Regions from separate parts of the Anas platyrhynchos genome. Here region 2 is linked to region 1. The links are chromatin contacts, called in public Hi-C maps. All regions are on one chromosome and are shown on one strand. The core of a region is the stretch at or near the end of the contact, and the rest is flanking DNA. Distances in the headings are between cores, read along the strand shown.

The links. Hi-C and Micro-C count contacts between places; a contact is called where the count stands out from the background.
Region 2: a contact with region 1 is called in a Hi-C map of subcutaneous adipose tissue, with 2.5 times the contacts expected there. The contact joins the enhancer-like site here to the promoter of OSR2 in region 1. A contact is called at or near these places in 2 of 8 Hi-C or Micro-C datasets (skeletal muscle and subcutaneous adipose tissue).

What each region holds. Positions count from the first base shown.
Region 1 is chr2:22,626,582-22,631,095 of IASCAAS_PekinDuck_T2T, reverse strand. OSR2 (odd-skipped related transciption factor 2) reads left to right here and starts at 3,074. Exons shown (of 4, transcript XM_027452511.3): 1 at 3,074-3,497.
Region 2 is chr2:22,713,784-22,717,778 of IASCAAS_PekinDuck_T2T, reverse strand. STK3 (serine/threonine kinase 3) reads right to left here. Exons shown (of 11, transcript XM_038173783.2): 8 at 2,935-3,060. Among named protein-coding and RNA genes, the nearest start is that of STK3, 69 kb to the right of the region's middle. Within about 2 kb of position 1,573, at least 3 of the 8 cell types and tissues checked have an H3K27ac peak or open chromatin away from gene starts, as enhancers often do.

The sequences.
Region 1 (4,514 bases), core at 1,825-4,324:
GCGGTGCCCCCCCTGCACACACACACACCGGGAAGGGGCTGGGGCCGTCGGGGGGGGACCGCCGGGGGGAGAGGCCGTGGGCGAGGGGTGGCGGAGGCTGAGCCTCCGCGGGGGGCAGGGGGTGCAGCCGCTGCGCATTCCCCTTGCCTCGTTTCCAGCTCATCCCGGCGATGTTTTACCGGGGAATTAGTTTTTTTTTTAGGGGGTGATGCTGCGAGGGGAATTTATTTTCGGGAGGGTGATGCTGCGAGGGGATCGCCCCCGCCGTGTCCCCCTCCTGCCGCTCACGCGTGGGTGTTGAACGCCGGCAGCTCGGGGCTGTCGTGTTAAAAACGTCAATAAAAACATCAGCAAAAAAAAAAAAAAAAAAAAAAACCAGCAAGAAAAACAACAACAAAACAGAAAAAAGCCGAGGGAAATAGGTGCTGGCTCTGTCACCAAGAACCACCGGCGGAATCGGGTGCCACATAGACGGGCTCAAAAAAAAATAAAAAGAAAAATAAAAAAGAAAGAAAATGCAAGAAAAAATATATTGACAAATTTTAAAAAATAGAAGGAAAACGAACTAAGTGCAGGGTGCTCGCTCCGAGCCGTTTAAGGCACCGGCCTGACCCGAGGGGGGACCCGACCACCGCCCGGTGCCGGGGGGCGGCGAGGGGACCCCGGCGAGGAGCCGCGGAGCCCCGGGGGGGGCCCGGCGACGCTGTCGCTGCCCCCGGGCTCGTAGCGCCCTCGGGGAACCGTCGGGGCGGCTCCCGAAGCGGGCAGCACCGAGGCGGCAGAGCCACCGAGAGCCCCCCGAGGTGTCCCCGGTGTCGCCGGTGCCGCAGCATCCCCGGCGGCGCTCCCGGAGCCCCTTTCCCCGACGGCTCGGCCCCGCATCCCAACGGGGTGTTTTTTCCCCCCGTTGCGGGTTTGGATTTTGGGGAAAAACAATAATAATAATGCAATAAATCCGAATGAAGAAAGACAAGCGAGAAAACCGAGGGGACCGCGGCTCTGCCCGACGGCACACGCTGCCGGCAGCCGCCGCCGCCCCGGGGCCGGGGCCGTGCCGAGCCGGGGCCGTGCCGAGCCGAGCCGGGGGGGGGCGGCGTGAGCCCGGGAGCCCCCCAGGGGGCGCTGCAGCACCGCGGGCCGGGTGCGGGGCTCCCGGGCCCCCGCCGCACCGCCCGGCACCGCCCCGGGCACGGCGCGGCCGCGGGCTGTGCTGAGCTGCTGCAGCTTCGGGAGGAGAAGGAGGAGGAGGAGGAGTGGAAGGAGGAAGGCACCTGCTGGGGACAGCAGCCCCGAGCCCCACAAGCCGCCGTGGCCGCTGCCGTCGGGGCCAGCCGGGCACCGCCGTCGGGGGGGCGCGGAGGGGTCGGGGTCCGACGGGTCCCCCCCCAGGGGCTCCCCGGGGGTTGTCGCCGAGCACCTGCTGGCCGGGGACAGCGGGGGACAGCCGGCCCGAGCTGCCCGCGGGGTTCCCCACTCTCCCGGACCGGCCTCGGACCGCCAGCCGTCTGCGGAGCCAGCGGCCCGGGGAGTTTTTCGTTCCCCTCTCCCGTTTTGGGGTCTGGAGGCTTTTTTTCGTTTGGGCGGCCGTCTGGGCGCTTCCCGAGCTCGGGCTTTTGTTTGTTTGATTTTTGTCTTTTTTTTTTAATTTTATTATTATTATTTTTTTTCCCAACAAGTGCGGCTTTTCTTTGCCTCGCTGGAAAGGCGAGAAACGAAGGTGGAGGAGAAACAACCCCCTCCGGCCTTTCTGTCGACGGGGAGGGGTCCCCACGGCCCCCCGAAAGGCTCCAGCGCGGGGTGGGAAAGGAGAATAAAAACTCCCGTGGCCGCTTCGTTCTCGACCAGCCGGCCCCGGAGCACGATGCGACCCCTCGGGGACCCGGCCCCCCCACCGCACCGCACCGCACCGCTGGCCCCGGCCCGGCCCGGCCCGGCTCGGCCCCGTTCCCCGCGCCCCGTCCCGCACCCGGCCCCGCAGCGGGCTCCGGGGGTCCCCGCTTCGGGCTCCCCAAAAGTGGAGCCTCCCCCGCCGGCGTTTTCGGGTCGAGGAGCCCAAATGCCGTTTGTTTATGGGGCCGGGGTTTACAGCCGCGCGTTCCTTTAGGATCAAGAGCCTGCGCTCCTGTCCCCGGCGCGGGGACACGTCCAAAGCTGCCCCTTGCCCACCCCAAATTGGGATATTTTTTTCTCCTATATATTAAAAAGAAAAAAAAATCCCAATGCAAACGTCGCTTGCGTCCTCTTCTCTTCAGCGGGCTTGAGTTGAACGCCACACAGCCTACCTTGAGCCATTTTCAGAGCTCTTCGCACACGCCATTTCTCCTCACATCTTTTTACACTCAGAGCCTCGGATCTGCCGGCCAGGTTGTACAAAAAAATCCCTCCCCCGCTTGGGATTTCAGCAATGCATAGAGAAAGATAACCTTCTTATTAAAACTCCCCAAAACCCCGGCCCGAAGCGGTGCGGAGCGAGGAGCGCAGCGCTTTTTGGAGCCGAGCAATCCGGAGTGAGGCCGAATCCAGCCCCAACTCCCCGGGCACGAAAACCGAAACCGCTCCCCAAGCTCCCTGCCTGCCCCAGGTGCGGGGCTGCGCGGGGGCACCCCGCGCACCGATGCGTCCCCCCCCGTACACGCAGAGGGATTTTTTTCCGCTGCTTTTCGCCCGGTGGCTTGCTGAGGGCAAGCCCAGGAGCTTCCAGGAGGTGGTGGCCCGGAGGGCGACCTGCCATGGCGGCCGCGGAGCCCTTTGGACGTGAGCGCTACCTGCGCCTCCCGGTCCTGCCGGGCCCCTCTCTGCTCTGGGGGGAGTTTGGGTTTTTTTTTTTTTAGGTTTATTTCACAGCCGGTGCTGAACAGGGCATAGGATTGCGGAAAACCCAACGGGGCCGGCAGCGGGGTGCGCGCCCCCGAACCTCCCCCGGCTGCGGCGCTGCGAGGAGGGGAGGAGGGGGGGGACACGAGTCACCTTAGGTAACGCCGTGCCGGGAGGGGGGGGACAAGGAAAAGGGGGGCCGATCCTGCCCCTTTAAAGCCCAGTTGCTACCCAAACACGAGTAAACAGCGGGGCCAGCACGGTGGGGCGGGCCGGGGGCGGGCCGGGGCGGGTGCGCGGCCCCGAGCGCGGGGCTGTGCGCGCCGCGGGGTGGGCCGGCGGCTGGGCGGGCGGGCGGGGACAGCGGCTCCTCGCCACCACTCACCGCTGAAATGTGATGGACCGGGCAGGGGGCGGCTCACACTCGCGCCGAGCCTCGCCGGGCTCGAAGGCAGGAGGCGGCTTTACAGCGGGACACGCGCGGACCCCCCCCTCTCGCCACCACCGCCACCGCCGCCCCACGACCCCCAGCTGCAGCCCTCCACGTCCCCACCATGCCGGCCGCCGCCGGGTCCCGGCCCCGCTGAGCTTCTCGCCACCCCTCCAAGCTGTGGATGTAATGGCTCCGTGAAGGTGCCGCCTCGCTTTTGCCCCGGGAGGCCCGGCAGGAGCAGCCCGCTGCGGTAGGTAAGCGCTGCCCGGTGCCGTCGGTGGGAGGGGAGGGGAGAGGAGAGGAGAGGAGGGGGCGGCTCGGCCGTGGGGTCCCCGAGTGCCACCCTTTGGGCACCCCCTTTTTCCCTCCCGCACCCCACCCCGTTAAGCTCGGTGGTGGTGTTCACGCCAAAATCCTACCGGGAAGAGTTATTTTTATATTTATTTTTATTTTTTTTATTTTTTTTTTTCCTGGGGTCTCACTGCCGAAGCCCCGTGGAAATAGCCGGGGGTGGCCGCGGGGGGCTGGAGGTGGACCCGGGGAGCTCCGGGGCCGTTCCCCGGCCCTAAATCGGAGCAGGAGGAAGGGGAACGGCGGCTCGGGTAGGGTCGGGGGCAGGCAGGTAGCGAGGGGCTCGCCGCGGAGACAGCAGGCGTCGTTCAACGAAGCGCCCTGGATGGGAAGGGAAAAGGAAGTGCCAAGGTTTAAGTAACATCCGTTTTTGGTTGACTTTCCCCCCTTCACCTTGGTGGAAAGTGGCCTTACAAGCCGGCACGGGGACGCTCGGCGGTGGGATTTTTTTTTTCGATAGGTTTTCATGGGGTTTCCCCCCCCCCCCCCCCCCGCCCCGAGAAAGAGCAGCGCCAGGGGCAGCGCGGTTGGGGCAAGGGGGGCGCGTGGAAAAATTGGGGTTAAAAATGGGGGGTTTCGGCGCTGGGCGCGCTCCTTTCGCCCAGATTTGCGGGGTCCCTTGGCGGTGCCAAACGAGCCCCGGAGCTCGCCGAGGCCGGGAGGGTTTTTCCCCTCTCCGCGGTGTTCCCTGGCGGAGTGGGAGCAAGGAGCCGCCGCTGCGAGGTCTTTAAAAATAAGGGGTTTCCGCGCGACCACCTCCCCGAAGAAAAAAAAATATATATTTATATAAAAAGATAAGAAATAGAAACGTCGCCGTGTGCGCGGGGTCACCCCCATAACGCTGCGGGAGCGAACGGGGGGAGCCGGGCAGCGGCGAGCCGCGGCCCGAAGAAAACGAAAATGGGAGCGGGGAGCG
Region 2 (3,995 bases), core at 324-2,823, 88 kb before region 1:
CTAAAACTCAGTGGCAAGATTTGGGAAGTCAGTGTCACAACTGAGTGATTATTAAAACCACTTTTTAACAAGATGAGTTGTGCGTTGTGACAGTATGAGAACTATTTGCAGGTCACTGCCTAACATGGACTTTCAACAAACTGTATTTGTCAATAAAGAAATCCCTCCTCCTTACCTCACCATCAGTAATCTTCATTTTACTCACCTATAACTTCACTTTTTCTATGAAATTAAGTATTTCCAAACTTTTTTCACCCAAGGCTCACCAAACATTGCTAAATGAATATAGACATATGTTTACTGATAGCAAAGATCATGCCTACTAACAAATATCATATTAACAATTTTAACAAAAATAAAATTACGTACTAATCACAGCTTTACAATCCTTATCACAGATTTTTAGAACCACAAAACCATATGAAGACATAAGGAATGCATCTCTCTACAGCACAGAAGAACACAAACCAAAATATTTAACAAAACAGGATTAAAAACTCTGTTTACTAATCTTTTGGTAAATGCAAACTTTTGAAGAACTTTTCAATATAAATCTTACAGCAAAAATACCTGGACACCCTTTCATTTATTACATGGTACTTCTGCTGTAGTAAATAGCTTATGGTAGCTTTTAGGTTTCCTTTCATAAATCTGATGGAGCTAAAAAAGAAAAAGGCACAGAACCTCTCCAGAACAGTTACCACCCAGAAATACTTAAATTTATTTATCCATCAACATGGGGGGGAATTTTCACATTGACAAGTGTCATTTCCCACTCTGCCAACAGCACCAGCTACTACGTCCTCTTTGCTCCACTTAACTATGATATCTTCTTGTTACATTTTCATGTGGTCTTCCTACATCTGAAACATTCCCCGAGCTCAAAGGAGATCTGTTCCTTCCCCACTGAAGTTTACAAAAGTGACACAGACTAACTCCAAAAGAAAATCCGTTTTATCTACCACAAGCAATGTTGGTTTTTGCTGGAAAATCACACAGTAAAGCTCCCAACCACACTACCCTGGTAATGCAAACACATCCTATGAATTACAATAGCTTCAAAAGCATACAAAGGTCTGTAATAAACATAAGGTAGCCTCATTTACCTTAGCCCACAATGAATTTGACTTCAGACTATTTGTGTAGCTTAGTCTACGGCTGTACTTCTCCACTTCTGTGTTTCATTATCATAAAGTCATACTTCAGTTCTAATTTTCCAACTGCCTTCCTTTTCTGAGCTGATGAGGCTCATTAAGACTTCTTTGTGGCCTTCTCCCGTTCTGTTATTTCATTCTCTCCTCAGAAGTCAACTCCACCTCAAATTGGTCTCTTCCATGACTCACTTAACGACTGAGCTAACAAATTAAAGGTGAATGCCTTTATCTTTTCCTCAAGTCCCCTGCTACTACTGGCAGGATTGACTCCAACCCTCTGTGAGACTGCCATTATTGTTCTTTACAACTCTTCTATGGCATGATCCTGAAAAAGATGGAGCAAAGAAAGCTAACACCAGAGCTTCCCATGCTGACTCATCTGCATCTCCTCTGTCTGTGCCTCCCAAACCACAGAAGTACATGGGAAAATTCCTATCTAGTGCAACGTAACAGAGGCAACAGACTCCTGCTCAACCCCTATATTTGAGGTTTCCTTATACTAAACCTTGGGGTTAATCAATAAAGCATCAACAATGCCCAAATGTTTGAGGTCTACAATTCATAAGGCAATAGTACTGAGGAAAGCATGCTCGTAATGACACTAACTTTTAACATCTGTAATAATCAGTCTCTTCAGATGTCAACTATTCTATATATTAAGCAATGAACATCAACACTGCATGTCAAGTCACACATCTCACAAGTAGCATTTCCTAACGTAGAAAAATAATCCCCAACCTTCCCTGGTTGATTTATTGCTAAGCAAATACTATCCAGCGTAAACCAACTTTAAAAAAGACAAGCTATATATATTTTCTTAGAATATACCCTTAGAACAACCAGACATCCAACAAACCAAAGCTCATACTGTAAATTAGAATACAAAATACTGCACGGTATTTGTTTTAAAAGTATTCCCACATATAGATCACCACCTAACACCCCTTAATACATAAAGTTTCTGTGTGATTTGGGATAGGGCAGAGTGCATCGCTGCCCTGCTCTCTTTTGTTTACTCAAAGCTGTAAGATTTCTACTGACATTCCAGTCTCCATCTTTCCTCTGTGTTATTCCTCAATGACCTTGGCTCTCATTGTGCGTGTGGCAATAGGCTTCTTTGAAGCACATAGCGCTGCATTGCACGAGACTGCCCTAAAATAAATCATGTAGGGAGAGAAATAGTGCTAGGAACACTGACTTATTGCCAACGCTGCCAAATAATTACAAATACAACCTATTTATCACATGACCTGCTTCTCACCTCAAACATATGCTAACAACAGTATCTGAGGAATGAAATGTTTTTGCCATTTTCACTTTATAGGCACAACTTGATTTAAACTGTATCCTAATAACTATTTATTGTGCTTCATAGGTAACTATTTTGTGTATTAGATGTCACAAAAAAGCTAAGTAGTCTGAACTTCTGAAAATCATAGCATTTTCTGAAAAGCCCATGTGTGAATATGGGAGCACAACAGTATTTATTTTTTTAATGTTAGTCTGAACAGCTGAAGTTGACATGGTTTCTTTTCCCACCTCCTAAAACTTACTAGGGCACCACATGAAATAGTGCTGAAAGGTGGCTCATACAGCATTACTCACAGAAGCATTATTCATTATGAATAAGAGTAGAACACTCAGACCTCACAGGCTAAAGAACTGGTAGAAACAGTAAAGAAAAGTATTTGAACATATAAGGACAAGAAGCAGGCAAAAAAGAACAGTAATTTATCTATCAAATATGGATAGTTCTAGGGGAAGGAAAAAAATCACTGACCGAGTTTTCCTCTTCCTCTTCTAGTTCCCTCTGTTGCTCCTCATGTCGTTTTGCCTTTATCTCCATAGCTTCAGTGATCAGGTCTCTTAAAATTGAAACAGGCTTTGCATTCTTTATAAACGTGTGCTAGACAAAAAAAAAAAAAGAAAATTATATAACATCATTACAATAGATAGGGTTCAGATTTAACTACACGTATTATTCAACACCACAGACTTCAGTGATAAATGTGTGATAAACTTCACATCACACAGTAATTAAAATCTGCACTAACACAACTTGTGGTAACTTTTAGCTGCTTCCTAAGATTTTACTTTTACTTACCATATATTTAAAAAAAAAAAAGAGAGAGAGAAAAATCAGCAAGCCTTGGGAAATGTAATCATAAAACAACTGCTTTATAGTTAAGGACATAATTGTCCAAAGGAAATGTGCATTAAGTAGTAAATAAATAGAGTGGTGATTGTCTGACATATAAAAACAAACTTTTTCAGATATTCAGTTACAGCATTTAATTAATCTTAACAAGCTGACAGCATAAATTAGTGGCTGTAAGCAGAGCAACTGTGGCTGTTGCTTACTTCAACAAACCTGTACTTTAATATGTCATAAAACATTTCTTCATCTAGGATGCTGAAACATGGAACAAGCAAAACAAAATACATTACTTCTAGCAGGAAGATTAATTCTAATTCAAGGCCATTTAAAGCATCAGTTCCTCCTTTAAGACAACCTGTGGACAATACCATTTACATTCATTTTACTCTCTAGTAAACACCTGCTGTTAGTAAAATCCTGGTTTTGTATCATCATATGAAAACATGATCAAGGCGAAAAGGAGCTCTCAGAGCTTCAGAAATGTAATGTTAAACATTAAAAAATCGTTCCATTAAGAACATAACTGACGAATCCTGTCGTCCTGTACCTATTTACCTATCTTCTGCTTTGATACAGTAATCCAATTACTCTCCTTTATCCTCCGTGACCTTGCCCCACAAGCAGTACTTTTGTTCCTGCTCGTGTCCCTTAAACATGCCCACAGCACCTCCAGCTCCATCACG